2 separate regions of the Macaca mulatta genome follow, and region 2 is linked to region 1. A link is a contact called in public Hi-C data. All regions are on one chromosome and are shown on one strand. The core of a region is the stretch at or near the end of the contact, and the rest is flanking DNA. Distances in the headings are between cores, read along the strand shown.

What was found. Hi-C and Micro-C count contacts between places; a contact is called where the count stands out from the background.
Region 2: a contact with region 1 is called in a Hi-C map of fetal cortical plate, with 3 times the contacts expected there. The contact joins the promoter of BACH2 here to the enhancer-like site in region 1. A contact is called at or near these places in 5 of 14 Hi-C or Micro-C datasets (CD4 T cells, blood, fetal cortex germinal zone and 2 more).

What each region holds. Positions count from the first base shown.
Region 1 is chr4:95,488,859-95,493,586 of T2T-MMU8v2.0, forward strand. No RefSeq gene overlaps it. Among named protein-coding and RNA genes, the nearest start is that of MAP3K7, 110 kb to the left of the region's middle. Within about 2 kb of position 1,948, at least 28 of the 40 cell types and tissues checked have an H3K27ac peak or open chromatin away from gene starts, as enhancers often do. A contact at or near this core is called in CD4 T cells, fetal cortex germinal zone and fetal cortical plate, where this site is marked.
Region 2 is chr4:95,679,006-95,683,733 of T2T-MMU8v2.0, forward strand. It overlaps BACH2 (BTB domain and CNC homolog 2), which reads left to right and starts at 2,025. Exons shown (of 7, transcript XM_015136935.3): 1 at 2,025-2,385.

The sequences.
Region 1 (4,728 bases), core at 698-3,197:
TGCATATATCATTCATATGTAGATATATGTATGTATACACACGTAATTTTTATATATACATAAAATTTCTTCTCTGTACTACATTTAAAGGGCTTCTTGTTAAAGTGGATGAGATGTTTGCACAATCAGTTTAAAAGATTATTATTTAAAAACGGAAATTGCCCAAGGCAGACAACTGGAAATCATTCCTCACTGCAACTCAAAGGGAGGAAGTCGTCTAATTCTTGGGAATTTAGACACTCGTCTAGTAATGTAGCACAAAAATGGGCCTGGCTCAATCTGCTCTTCACATTTTGGTAATTTAAAAGGACATAACGGAATTTTATTTTAATGGTAATTGCAAACTCATGCAGAAAATGTAAATGCACATTTCATGATTAGCTTGCAGCATAAACTATGGCTTCTATTAATGTATTCCAATTTGTAATTCTTTTCACAGTATGAGATTTGAAAGCTGTGATTAAAATTAATTAGGTTAAGTAAAGTTTATCCCCCCTGAGCACTGCTATTGGGAACAAGCAAGAGGAAAATGCGAGCTACATCTGGCTCTGCAGGAAGCTGTGTCTTCACAAGAAGTCGGCTGACTTCTTTTCTCCCCACAGAGGTTGCATGCTGCTTATTTGGCATATCTCAACCACCATGTATCTCCTCAAGGAGCTAATTGAACCATTAAACTATTCTTTGCTGGCTCACAAAACCACATAGGCTGTGACTACATCATCTTCAAATAATGATAGTAGGTGGATCCATCAATTGTTTAAATACAGTAAATCTTGCGGGGGGAAACGCATACACCTGGTAAACCTGAGGTAATGGTGGTTACCCCAAATCCAGTACCGTAATTGCTATAGAAGAGGTGCCAAATGAGGGAACAATCATAAAGACAGTAACTAACACCAGTATGGGCCTCTCTGTTTTACACATAACTGTCTCAAACATTACCTCACTGGATCGCCTTAACGATCCTGAGAAGTTCTTATTATATAGTCCCATTTTACAGATGAGGGTGCTGATGTTAAGTGAGGAGCCCAGAATCAAAGGGCACTGGAGAGTAGACCAAGGTCTTCAGAGTTCCCGTCCTATGCCCCTTTGCGCTCACACACCACACTAGAGAAGTTTAAAATTCTCTAACAGTAGGTTTACAGACTATTGACCCTTAGGATCTTGAACCTATCACTTCAACACAACACCCAAATTTTGTGTATCAAGAGCTTGGCACATTTGGGGGCAGAGCTGGTGTAACTGTTGCTATGTCAAGGAGAAAAGCACCCACAGAGAACGGGCCCATGTAAGCACTGTTTGATATTCCTGGAGCAGTTGATTCACGGGAACAAACCCACGTTCTGAAACCAAAGGGTCTCCAGAGACAGAGACTATTTCGCTCAAATTCAGAAATTAAAAAGAAATGCAAAGAACGTGTGCTTAGAAGCCAGAGAACATGGGGCCAGGGAAGCAGCATGCTAGAAAGAGGAGAACAAGTGTCTCCACATTTCAACCTCACAACCATTTACTGAGAGGTACACTTGGGGAATTAACTTCCATTTTTTTCCTAGAGAAAACAGAAGGTTTAAGCCACTTCCTCCAAGTTACACTGGGAGTTGTCACTCAAAGGAGACTTTGAACCCCTAGGCTGGTGCTCTTCACTCTGTTTTGACTCTCACAAACTTTTCAGTGCTTTGTTGGGGGAATGATGAAATTAAATTAGGAAATTAGCATGCCAAGTTTTCAATAACATATTCATCTTATTAAATTTTCATGAGGAAGATGCTGACTTAATGATTGACTGCATAGCTCGGACTATGGGATCCAGGACCCTTCCCAGAGCGGGCCTTACTTTTTTTAACCACTAGGTGGCAGTACAAGCACAGCCTTCCAAGGACCCCTTAACGTTGCCTGCTCTCAGCAGTGACGGGAGAGTTTTCTTACCCGGGCAGGGTGAGTCATCGCACAGCTCCAGTGTGTGGTGTCGCTGTCAGTGTATTTGGTAATCTGGAGTTTTCTCTGTGCTCTCCAGCCTCACGAGAGGCTGTGTAGTTTTGCTGGGGAGATACCTACTCTGGGATCTTGAATATAGTGAATGAGAGAAGAGCTTAACTGGACTCCCCACCGTTTAAATACCAAGTCATTTCCATCCTTATGAATAAGCAGGGCCTCTCGGATCCAGAAGGCGACACTTCAGATCTCCTCTACAGAAGCAACTCCTCAGGCTGCAAACACTCCAGTTCCTTCCACGTTGTGACCAGCCGTAGAGTACGCGCTGTTAAAAGGAAATCAGAGACTCAGAGGTAGGGATTTACTAGCAGCAAATTTCTTCCAAAACATGATGTTCAGCACACATCTCAAAGCATCTTTTAGGATGATCCAGCCTGCTTGCCTCTAGAAAGGAGCACCCTGCACCAATGTTATTAATATTAGTTAATGCACATTGGACACACAGTAAGTGCTACATTATATACTTTATGTAGATTATCTGGTTTAATCTCACAATGGCTTTAAGAGGTAGGTGTTCAAATGGCCTGATTTTCAAACAAGAAGGCTGAATATTAGAAAGGTGAAGTGACTTGCCCAAACCCCAGAATTTGAAATCAGGGCTCTCTAATTGAAGGTTAGAATTTGACTCACGATATTAGTGTTTAGCACATCGTTTAACAGGGCATAGCATCTCACTTCACCCATCTCTGCCACAGAAGGTTGCACACCCGTGTTCTGGTTCAGAATTCTTTGGTGAGGTCAAGCAAGATGGCAGGAGGGAGAGCGTGAGCTGACCCTCCCCACCAGCCTGGAACCTGAATGCAGTTCCGACAGGCCTGGTTCAGGAGAGGTTCAGCTCAACGACCCCATCCCTAGGGCCAAGGAGGCTTAGCAATCATCAGTTTTGATCCTGACAAACAGAAGGCTGAGGTGGCGCAGATGAAGAGGGAGGTGGCTCAGCAACACACCCAGTACATATGCAGTGATTCCTGTGTGCTCGCCTCATCTTAGTGAGTGTCCTAGTCCATTTCCGCTGCTATAACAAAATACCTGAGACTGGGTAATTTATAAAGAAAAGGAATTTATTTCTCCCAGTTCTGGAGGTTGGGAAGTCCAAGATCAAGGTGCTGGTAGGTTCAGTGTCTGATGAAGGCTCATTCCTTCCTCATAGATGAGGCCATCTAGGTGTTGTCACGTGGTGGAAGAGCAACAGAGGAGTCTAAGCTGGCTCCTTCCAACCCTTTTATAAGGCACTAAACTCTTCATGAGGGTGGAGCCCTCACAACTTAACCACTTCCCAAAGGCCCCACCTCTTAAGACAATGCAGTAGAGATTAAGTTTCAACACACGAATCTGGGGAACATTCAGACCACAGCAGTTAGTTTTATCAAATGGCAATCCCTGTTTCTTCTTTGTGCCTCTGGACTGAAACTTTACTTAGCTCTTAGATTCATTTTGAAAATAACATACCGCAAGATCAATTATCTTAATTTCACTCATGGAAACACAACCTGGAATTATAAATCTTCCTCTAGGTTTATTTCCCAAATGCTTGTTCATGATGATTCTTTCACTGGTCTGCATCAAAATGGGCACAAAAGGACAGTGTGGTAAGTTTTTCATAAAGCTACATTTGGGGTTTACAAGATAATTGCTTGTTTTGAGATTCTGTCCTTTCTATTTCTTCATGACTAAAATGTTTCCCTTAGGGAGCAGTGGAAGTTGATTTATATCTTAATGATGTCCCCTGGCAAAATAAAAACTTGGCAAGTCAATGGCTCTCTCCTGTTTTCTTTTTTAAAGGCAGGGTCTCATTTCGTTGCCCAAGCTGGAACGCCCAGAGTCTTGTTTTGTTGCCCACACAGTGTGATCATGGCTCACTGCAGCCTCAACCTCCAGGCTCAATCAATGCTCCCACCTCAGCCTCCCAAGAAGCTGGGTCCACAGGTGTGTGCCACCACACCTGGCTAATTTTTTTATTTTTTGTAGAGATAGGGTCTCACTATGACTGGTCTCAAATTGTACTCAAGCAATTCTTTCACTGCAGCCTCCCAAAGTGCTGGTATTACAGGCATGAGCCACCACACTCGGCCTTCTTTTTCTTTTTAAAAAATTTTACAGATGAGAATTTGGGAATCGCAGCTCTGGGCAGTTTTCAAACTTCATTCACCTGAGCATCTAAGAAGTGTTTTATATACTGTCATCTAGTGGTCATCCCAGCTCACCCTCGCCAACTCTTCCCTTTGAGAACACAAATGGTAGGACTATGGAGCCCCAACGTGTGTGTGTGTGTGTGTGTGTGTGTGTGTGTGTGTGTGTGTGTATGTGTGTGTACATTAAGATGCCGACAGCAGAGATGTGCTAGTATAAAAAAATGCAGGTTTTGAAGATTGCGTAGAAATATTCAGAGGGAACAAACCTCCTGCACCAAACTCATGTGGGCAGAATTGAAAGCAGGCGCGTAGGATTAGCAGTCTATTTTTTTCCAACGTACCCAAAGGGCAGCAGCACAGAGACTTTCATGCTCAGGAGTGTTCTCAGCTAAAAGGACATGAAAAGTTCTAGAAGAAAAGTCTTCAAAATTGCAACCAAATGTGTTCACAATTGAACAACAGAAAATACCCCTTCAAACTCTCAGAAGACCTGTCAACCTTTCAAACATGGGTAAGTATATATTTCTTCAAGAGCCTGGTGCCCTAGAGGCAGGAGGGGAGGTGGTGCGGGTTTGCAAGTGTCAGACAGTCCTTGCCTTTTGAG
Region 2 (4,728 bases), core at 775-3,274, 190 kb after region 1:
GGATGTAACCAGAGAGGCTAACTACTCCTAATCCAGCCTCCTTGAATGACTGGATGATGCAACCTATCACGGGTGTATTAGGATTTTTCATCTCTATTTGATGTCCCACCTCATGCTTGAAAATCTCAAAGTGAAAAAGCTCCAGTCTGAGTCTTTAAGCAAGCGGACTAACTGAAATGACCTGTTAGCCTTTGTTGTATCCATCTGAGAAGATCAGCTTGTAGAATCCAGAATGGAGGTGGGAGATCAGCTGGCAGCCGCATTTCCCTCCTCAACCACCCCCACGCTGATGTGCCCAACTCCACTCACAGCTGGGCAGCCACGGCTTGCTTGAAAATAAATGAATCTACACCACTCTCATAGGGATGCTCTCAAGCATCCCTTATTGTGAGAAAAACATTTATTGCTGCTACTAAAATGCATAAAGTTATCTCACCAACACATACTTACAAGAATGAGGAATGTGAAACAGAACCATCCATAAGACTATAAGAAACGGCCTAGCCAGGGCAGACCAGGAATTTGTACTCTGTCCTTGCCAGGGGTCAGGCAGGGACCTCAGAAGCAGAGTGTTTTGTCCTAGGGGGCACCAGACCAGAGGTCAGGAGACTGAGGGCTACTCCTAGCTTTAGGACTTTTCCTTATCTGAAGGTGGGGTCGGTTAGCAGAGAAAATCTCACAGTCGGGTGCAGTGGTGTTAGAAAAATTAGCTCAGCACCTTCAGCTTGCTTTCAGCCATCACTTAGCTTTCCACACAGACATTCCAAATGGGGCCTTTCAAAACTCTGCCCTCAAATGAAGGTGGTTCAGAGCAACACTTAAGATGATATCACAAGACTCCCAGGGCGACGCTTCACTGCTTCCTCAGCATATGCCAGTGCCCGTTTTACAGGGGGGATTTATGATCCTTCTCTCAGTAGAGCGAGCCAAAGTTTTATAATATTCATTAAAAATCAGCACCACATGTAATAATATGGAATACTGCCTGTACACAAGAGGGCCAAGTTATAGGTGTTTAGGGAAACGTCGCAGAATTTTCTGGCCTTGGCAAGAGGTAAAGTTGCAGGCACCAGCACAACACTAACACAACCTTACTTTATTGCAAATGTACATTCAGCCTAAATCCTAATTACCTTCTGTAAAATCCTAGCCACCACCAAGCTTTCTTCTGACAGGGCACTCACACGATGGCCTTTAAGGGCAGTAACAACACCCTAAGAGCCGCAGAAAGGAAAGGCAGGGGAGAGTGGCTGGAAGGCAGTAGCAGCTGGGGCTGAAGCCGGGGAGGTTGGCTTTTAATGTCCTGAAATTGACCGCTCTTTTTCCAAAAACACTGGCTTGAGGGCTTAAGGTTCGCTCAGTGGGGCAGGCGGAGGGCCTCCTGAAAAGCATTCAGAAGTCAACATTCAAAAGGCTGCTTTTACTCGCCCGGTCCCCACCCAAAAGTGAGTCCGGTCAGCTTTGTGGTGGCCAGTGGAGCATCTTTTCTTGCCCCTCGGGGAAAACGCTAGCTAACCCTGGGATCCCAGGTCTCGATGTCTGCTCTCCTTCCCCAGGTGCAGCACCTAGGGCTCTGGACCCTACCCACGTGCCACACCAGCACTCACCACCACTCTCACTCTGCTATGGCCCCAACCCTCGTCTTTCGCGGCCAGGAAGGCCAGGCAGACCGGGGCGGTCAGCCGGGCCGGGAGGAGGGGGCTCTCCGGGCCGCGCGGCCGCACAAAGCGGGGAGATCGGCGGCGGCGGCGTGAGGCGCGCCCCCTCCCGCGAGCCGGCGGAGCGCGCGCGCCCGCCCCCGCCCCCGCCCCCCGCCCCCCGCCCCAGCCCCCGGAGCGCCATTCGCGGAGCGGCTTACGCTAGTCGCCGGGCGTACCGCGCCCCAGCGGCCGGGGAGGTGCGCTGCCCGGCTCCCGTAAAGTTATTGTGAATGGGGAGCGGGTGACGTCAGCGCCGAATGTCAACAATGTAGCGATTGAGAGTGTGGGCGTTCCGGGGAGAGCGCGAGCCGCGCCGCGCGGAGCAAACAGCGCCGAGCCGCCGCCGCCTCAGCAGCAGCAGCAGCAGCGGCAGCAGCAGCGGCCGTGCACGCCTGGGCTGCGGTCGCACAGCGCTAACGTGAGCGGCCGCCGCCCTCGCCACCCCGCCTGCCCACTCCAGCCGCCGCCCCGCTCTCGCTTTCTCCCCGGCCTCCCCTCGCCCCTTCCCCTCCCCCTTCCCGGCGCACTCGGGGGGCTGGGAACGAGCTGCCATGTGATGCGCGTCCTCTCCGCGAGCTTTCGGTGACCCCCGAACCGCCCACCTCGCCGGCTGCCGGGAGGGGGCTGCGAGCCGGGAAGACGCGGAGCGGAGGAGGCGGAAAAGGACGCAAAGTTCTCCGGCGAGGTGAGTCCCGGGCCCCGGACCCCGGGCCCCGGCGCCGGGCGGGGTGGCGGGGCAAGTTTGCGGGGGGAGCGAGCGGGCGGGGAGGCGTGGGGAAGCGGCGCGGGAAGGGAGACCCTGCCGCCGGGCGCGCAGCCGCCCTCCCCGCGCCCTGCCCGCTTTTATGGCATTTTCTAGGAACGCTAAGGGGGTGGGAGCCGAGCCGGCGGCCGCGCCGCGCTGAATATGCGCTCTCCCGCCCGGCTGTTTACGGCGGCTGAGGCGGCATTGTATTTTGTTGGCGTCGAAGGGTGTTTTGGAACAGCAGGGGGAGGAGGAGCAGAGGGTAATAAGTCAGGCGTGGGGAGGGCGGGCTGCAGGGAGGCGCGCGTCTGCGCGAGCCGCAGCAGCTGTCAGACCCGCGGCCCTGCCTCCGACCCAGGGAGGCCCGGGTGCCCCGACCCCCAGCCCGCGATCCCCGCGCAAGGTCGGGCGGCCTCCTCCTTAACCCCCGGCGTGCGCGCCCCGGGCTGCTCCGCTAGGACCTTGGCCGCGGCGCCTTTGCGCTCAGCTGTCAGCCGCCGCCGGGTGGCCCGGACCACCGCGACCGGCGGGGAATCAAAGCCCAAGTTTAGGGTCGCAGGAGGAGGCGAGCTGGGGGCCTCGCGGCGCAGACCTGGGTCGAATCTCTCCTAGCGAAAGATCGGGTTGTCGGAAAGCGTCCCGAGTAGCTAAGACCTAAGGGCTCCAGGCTTCTGAGAGGGAAACCTTGCACCCCCTCTCCCACAGATCCTGCATAAAGTCAAAGTGCAACACACACCCTACACTCCAGTCTCCAAGCCCCAGAAGCTTCACACAGGAGACTGGTTTATGAAGGGGACACTGCCCTCCCCGTCCCCGCGCCGAGGCGCTCCGTGGCCCCGCTGTGCTTCCCTCACCCGGCGGGTGTTCGGGAGCCCGGCGCCGCTGGAGACGGCGGCGGGCGGCGCTCACGGGCTACCCCAGGTGCCCACGGGGGGAGAGACTGGAGCGAGCATCTCCGCGACCTCAGTCTGGCCGAGGATTTGCAGGAACTCGGACCGTGAGGGGAAGCGGGCAAGGCCGGGATTGAGTGTGAAGGGGCGGCACACTCCTGGCTTCCGGGGTCGCGGGCGCGCGGGGCATCCCCAGCACTCTCCCGCGCGTAGGCGAGTTTGGCAACTTGAGGGAAGTTCTGGCGCGGCCGCTGCCGGGGTGGTTTGTCTGTGGCCCAAGGAGGCGCGTCTCGCAGCCTGCCGCCAGGTCACCGCCGTCGCCGTGACCCGTAGCCGCTGGGAAAAGAGAGGGACCGGGGCGCCCCACCCGCGAACGCGAGATGGACCCGCACCCTCCCGGCGGGCCCGCGGACGGCGAGACGCGGCGTTCCTGGTTTCACCTTCGCTGTCTAGTGCTGCAGTCTCTCACTCTCTGTGTAAATTTCATCTGTTGAGTGTATTTAACTAAAAAGGGTAATTACTTTAGATAAAAATCCTTTCCTGCCTAGTGGGAACCTTGGCGGAGATGATGCCTAATGAGATATTTTGCTTTTGTCTGTTTAGAGTAAAATTAGAGATGTTAACGCTGATAACGGTTTTCTCAGATCATTAAAATGTAACATGTAGGAAAGGCATGTCGAGCTGCAAAGGCTCGGGCTGACATGAAAGAAGCTGAGCGTGAAAGACTGCCCCTCCTTTGGCGGAGAGGGCTATTTTGGTAAAGCAGCGGGCGTCTTGCTTAAAATGTGAGCTCGCCCCACCCTGGTTCTCTGGCTCCTCCCGAGTAAACGGCGTTTTTCATTCTTACAGGTAATAATAAACGTGAGTCAAAATGACATCTTGTTAGAATTAGTCTTCAGTCTGTAAGAGAGATTGCCAAATTACAGTGTTGCATTCAAACTGCTCCAGTGAAAGGTCTGTCAGCATTTCCATTGTAAATTCAGTTTTTCTGGAGTTTATAATTTCACCACAAAACTTTGAGTGGCTGAAATGTTTTCCCTTCTAGTGTTCTGGTTTTTAAAAGAAATGTATTGATTGACCATTTCCAGCGTCCTTTTAACTCCTGAAACCTGAATATCTTTCAAATAGGGGACGTCCCAGAAATGGAACACATAACCATGGAATAAAGTATTTTTGTTAGAACATAACTTTATCAGTGCAGAGCCGTATTTTCATTTTGGATGGCGGGAGGCTTCAGGTTTGCCATTTGGTAATCATGAATGTGTTGAGTAAATTCTTCTGCCGTCTGTCTATTCTGCAGGTGGACTGAAATGTCAGTTGGTGGTGTGTTTGCCAGGATTACATGGAGACACACACTCCTCAGTTAAGTGTGTGTCTGAACTCATAGCTAAAT